2 separate regions of the Sus scrofa genome follow, and region 2 is linked to region 1. The links are chromatin contacts, called in public Hi-C maps. All regions are on one chromosome and are shown on one strand. The core of a region is the stretch at or near the end of the contact, and the rest is flanking DNA. Distances in the headings are between cores, read along the strand shown. Region 1 holds the start of DLL1 (delta-like protein 1). Region 2 has its middle 32 kb from the start of ERMARD.

Evidence for each region. A called contact is a pair of places that touch in the nucleus more often than the background predicts.
Region 2: a Hi-C map of retroperitoneal adipose tissue shows a contact between it and region 1, with 2.7 times the contacts expected there. The contact joins the enhancer-like site here to the promoter of DLL1 in region 1. A contact is called at or near these places in 4 of 5 promoter capture datasets (fetal liver, fetal skeletal muscle and liver), 20 of 47 Hi-C or Micro-C datasets (alveolar macrophages, brain, embryonic fibroblasts and 12 more) and 2 of 2 datasets of contacts at active chromatin or transcription factors (alveolar macrophages and skeletal muscle).

Annotation. Positions count from the first base shown.
Region 1 is chr1:197,554-200,069 of Sscrofa11.1, reverse strand. DLL1 (delta-like protein 1) reads right to left here and starts at 1,255. Exons shown (of 12, transcript XM_021085522.1): 1 at 937-1,255; 2 at 1-288.
Region 2 is chr1:507,901-510,416 of Sscrofa11.1, reverse strand. No RefSeq gene overlaps it. Among named protein-coding and RNA genes, the nearest start is that of ERMARD, 32 kb to the left of the region's middle. Within about 2 kb of position 1,261, at least 38 of the 83 cell types and tissues checked have an H3K27ac peak or open chromatin away from gene starts, as enhancers often do. A contact at or near this core is called in alveolar macrophages, fetal liver, omental adipose tissue and 3 more, where this site is marked.

The DNA.
Region 1 (2,516 bases), core at 6-2,505:
GGAATGCTTGGGGAGGAAGGTGCCCCCAGGAGCGTGGGCGGGAGAGAGCGGCCGCTTTGCCTCCGGCTGGTAAAATCCGGGCTTCTCTCCTCGAGGGTCCGTCTCCGGCTCCTTTGGAAGCCGAGGTCCCTTAGATCCGCCCAGCGGAGACGATGGCAGCTCCGGGGATGCACGAGAGAAAAAGGCTCCTGGAAGAGACTGCTCCTGGAGCAGCAACTTTCGGTTTTCCCCTCTTTCTTCCAAGCCACCAGTAGGTAGGGGTCGTCTGCTTCCTGGTTTTGTCTTAAGCTTCTTCGCAGGAAAAAAAAAAAAAAAAAAAGAGAAGGAGAAAGAAAGAAAAAGGAAAAGAGAAAGAAAGAAAAGAAAAGGGGGAGAGGAAACGTCCAAATATTTAGCTCAATTCCCAAGGAGCTGCAGAGCTGCCCGCGAGTCCGATTAGCGAGCTGCGTTCTGGAAATCCCACGCGCGAGGCGGTAATCCGAGGCCGGCGAGCACCCGCGGGTGCGGCCCGGCTGGCTCACTCGGCGGCCGTGGTCCGGGAAGCGCCCTGGACCTGAGTCTTTCCCAGGGACCCAGCCAGTGCCATCCAGGTCAACACCCGGGGTCTAGGACCGGGTCGCGGCGAAGGCTGCGCGCCAGGCTGCGCGTCGGGTGCGGCGCCGGCCGGGGCTCCGCGGGCGCGCAGGGGCTCGAGCTCACCCCGCGCCGCCGCCTTATATCCAGCCGGCCGCCCGCATGGCTAATGAGATGCAAATGAGCAGCCCCCCAATCTGGCGAGAGCTGTCACAAAGGAGCCACTTTTCCAAACCCTCCTCTCAATGGCTCGCCAAATGGTCAGTGAGCTGTAAAATGTGCAACCCTCCTCCCCGCCCCCACCCTCCCCGCCCTCGGCCCTCCCCTGCCCCCGCCCCCGCCCCCCCATCCCACGAAACGCACTCATTTACATTCCTGCAAAATGTTCACCGCAAGAATCCCCTCTGCGCCCGAGGCTGGTGCCGCCGCCCGGGCTCCTCGGCGCTTCCTCCCGGCCTCAGACTCGTAGAGGCCCGGGGACGCGCGGGGGCGGCGCTGCGCCCCTGCCCCGCCGCGAGCAACCCGGCGGGTGAGGCCGCGTCCGGCCTGGGGAACTCTCCCGTCGCCGCGGCGCCCGCCTCCGACCCGCTCTCTGGCCGCGGCCGGGGCCTGGGGGGGCGGGTGCGAAGTCCGAGGCCCAGTTCCCGGTGGGCCGCCCCTTCTCCCGGGCAGCCTCTTCCTAAGGAGGAGTCTCCGGGGCGGGGGACCGGGGCACAAGAGGGAGGGGGCGGGCCCGAGCAGTGGGCAGAGGGTGGCGAGAGCGCAGCGGCAGTTTCGGGAAGTTTGGGAAGGTCTGACACCCAGACGTCTCCCGGACGAGGACCGCGACTCCGCGTCTGGGAACGCAGAAGCGAGCGCGGCGCCCCGGGGACCCTGTTGCCTCGCGCCTGGGGTGTTCCCGCACCAATCCGCAGCCGCTGGGGGGCGGGGTCCGGGTAGCGCGTCCCCCACTGCGGGGGGATCCTGACGCAGTAAACTACCGCCTCCCCTCCATCCCCAATACACACACCCTTCCGGGCTCGATTCTCGGCCGCCGCCACCTTTCCGGGGTCCCCAGGACCTCTCTCCTGGGTATTCCCCCCTCGGCCTCCCTCTGCTTGGTAAAAAGTGAGTTTGGTGTGTGTCGTTCGCGTGGCTGTCATTAAGGCAGTCTGTTATTGTGCGAGGCTGAATCAGTGGCTCTTTGTGCGCTCAGCTGTATGGTAATGCAGACCGCACCTGCTCCCCGCACAATGCAGAGAGAAAGAGCTCCCCTCCGCGCGCGCCGCGGCCTCTGCAACAATGTCCGGCACATGTTCTAAAGACCCTCCAGCCTGCCCCCCCAACCCGCAACCTTTGCACAACCATCACCTTATTAGGTTTTTACACGTCCATCAGACACTAGAACTTTTGTTTTCATTTTTTTTAAAGGGAAATGAGTTTATTGGGAGGGCCGAGAACACACGTTTCACACAATGAGGATCTAAATTGCTCTCATGCTTGCGGCCGCGATGCAGAATTAAGGTGGGCCATGGACTCCTACTCTGGCATCCAGCTTCGTGCTGGGCGGCTTCTATCCCACCCATATCTGCTCCTCCCTTGACCTCCCCCTCCCCGACACCTAGGGCAGCTTCATCCGGAGGAAAGGTGTGAGCGCTGGAGTAAACTCCACTTTGTTGGCAGCACAGCTCCAGGGCGCCGGGCCACAACAGCCTCGCTATAGGAGTGCTACAGCCACCTTACTGGTGAGAACGTGCACTGTCCTGGCAAAATGTGACTGTCATTGCAGCAGATGTTCAGATCACAGTGTACCGTCTAATGAACAAGAAGAAGGAAAATTCTCAAATACCAAGTAAAACCACAGTAGACAGCAAATCTAAAAATCAGTTGAAGTCTAGGGCCATCCCTCCACTAGTTAGGCAGCAGGCTCCCGAATACCTGTCAAGATTCAGGATCAACAGATT
Region 2 (2,516 bases), core at 12-2,511, 310 kb before region 1:
CTGCTGCTCCTGCATGCTGGGAATACCGGCCACAGGACACCCGTGGCCAGAGCTGTCCTTGCTGGGCCTGCCTGGCGACCCTTGGGAAGGCCACACTGCTCCTGGCTGGTGCTTGGCTGGGCACACCCATGGCTTCCTCCAGTTTGTTTCCTGGTGACCAGCCTGTTGCTGCCAGCTTGCAGGTGCCTCCCTGCGTCCATCCAGTGGGGTGGAAAGTCCTTGTTTTCCTCAGGTGATGCCACATGCCTCTGCCTCAACCCCTTGCCAGTGGGAGTCACCAATGGAGCGGGCCGTGGCTTCTGGGAAGGACTATGACTTGATCGGCCCTGTCACGGGTGGGGAGCTGGAGCAACTGAAAGATGCCCAGAAAATGCCTGATATTTGCAAGCTTGCTTCAGGCTTTTCTCAGCCCGCTTTTCATTTCTCTGCTGGCCGAATACCTCCTGCAGATGGAGTTACTGCAGGAAGGGGCAGAGGGGAAGATTAGCTAAATCTGTTCTTCACCAAAAGCAACAGCCAGCTTGCCAGAGCCTTGAAGAGCCAGCCTGAGAGGGAGACGGCTCTTGCCACGCCTGGGGAGGGACACGGGTCCGAGGCCAAACCCAGGTTAAGAACGTCACTTACTTTGTGAACAAGCTGCTTAACTCCTCACAACCTGAGCTTTCTGATCTGTGAGGGGCTGGGAATCACGTTGCCTCCCCGAGTGGGTTGGTGGACTACAGGGTGTGGGGTCAGGGGGTACCCGAGGTCCCGGGCCGGTGGCATCAGTATCACCAGGCCCTTCTGTTTCTAGGGGGGGAATTGGGTTTCCTCCACGTGGAAATCAAGCTGGGCGTTTGCAGACAACTTTGTCCCTGACCTAAGCCCGCGGCCCCCAACCCGTGCTCTCAGGTGTAGGGTTTTCAGGGGAGGAGGTGAGGGGGCAGCTGCCACCGCCCAGTCCTCGCCTGCACGTGGGGCCGAGAGTGGCTCTGGTTCAACTGAGCAGCGACCTTGGGATGGAGCGGAGCCTCGTGTGGCTGTGAGCCGCGTCCTGCGTGTCCCCAGGCCCTCCTCTACGTGGGCATCTGCGAGGGTCCGTGGAGGTGCCCCGTCCCGCGGTGGCACCCGCCTTGTTTGCCTTTTCAGTAAGTCGGTTAGGAAGCTGCTCTTAGGAGTAAACCTTGGGTTTCTCGGATCCGGGTGCTCTCGAGCCGTCGGTGTACGGGCTGCCCGCCCCGGCGTCTGCGGTCCCTCCGCGGGACGCGGGGCGGCGCTCTTGAGCAAGGCAAGGCCCGCAGCCCCGAGCGGAAGCCTCCCGGGAATCCAGGCGGTACCTGCCCCTTCCTCCCGCCTGCCCGCCGGGGCCGGGGCGGGGGCTTCGCGCGGGCCGGGCCTGGGCGCGAGAGGGCTCAGGGGGCTCGCATGCTGTGAGGTCCGGGCCGCGCGTCGCAGCGGCGCGGGAGGCCGGGTCTGGGCCACGACCGGCATCATCTGGGTGCCGCCGGTGCGGGACGGGCCTGCGGGGCCCAGACAGCGAACCGCAGAGGCAGGGGCTGTTGAAAGAATGTGGCCGGATCCGCGCAGAACTTTCAGGTGCACCGGCTTCTAACAGCCCACCTTTATCAGCGGCGCAGGACAGTGTCCTCAGCCCGCACTGTGTCACCCAGAGGGCGTGCGGGGCCTCCCGCCGGGGCGTGGCGGGCTTCCCCCCAGCTACTCTAAATAGCAAAACTGGATCCCGGGCTTGCTACCCAGCCCTAAGTGTTAACCTGTAGTCCAGCGTCTGGGCCCCTGGGTGCCTTGGCTAGTGTGGCTCCCAAGTGAACTTGAACCATTTACAATCGATCTAAGATCAAGTGTTGAGGTTTTCCAAAGAATATCCTGGATGATGCAGGGAGTGGTTTTGACTCGTCGCTCAATTCCTTTAAAATAAGAGTATTTTAAGTTCAAAGAAGCCAGTCATAATGCTGAACCCCGCACCACAGCTTCCATTGGAAGCCGGCAGGCACAGGCCCACGGTTTTCAAAGTACCTGGGTGCTCAGGTCCCCGCGACCCCTGGGTAGGACGGCGCCGCAGGGTGAGAAGGCCACGGAAGGAGGGAGGCAGGGCCTGGCTGGTCCTCTCCCTGCGGGGATGGCTCTCGTGTGGGGCCCGAGTGGGCTGTTTCTGTCTCCCGGAAGGCTCTGCCGGCTGCTTGTCTCCAGATGGATCCCCCCAGCCACACCGTGGTGAGACTTCCCAGCGTCCTGGGAAGGCGGGGGTCTGACTGCAGCCGGCTCACCTGAGTCCTCTGCAAGCCCTTCCTTGAGCCTTCCTACCGCTCGGCATGGGCCGCCGCTGGCAGCCGCAGCCCCTGAGTGAGTGTCCTCCAGCCTCCAGAGGCCCTGACTGCCCCTCCCGCTGGAGGACACGAGGTGGCGAGAGGGGAGGAAATTTCCCGGGCCCACCCTTCACGCGACCGAGCATTGGCGTCAGTGCCCCAGAGGGGCCTAGGTTCTTGGATTTCCGCTCACTTCTTGCTTTTTCTTCCCTA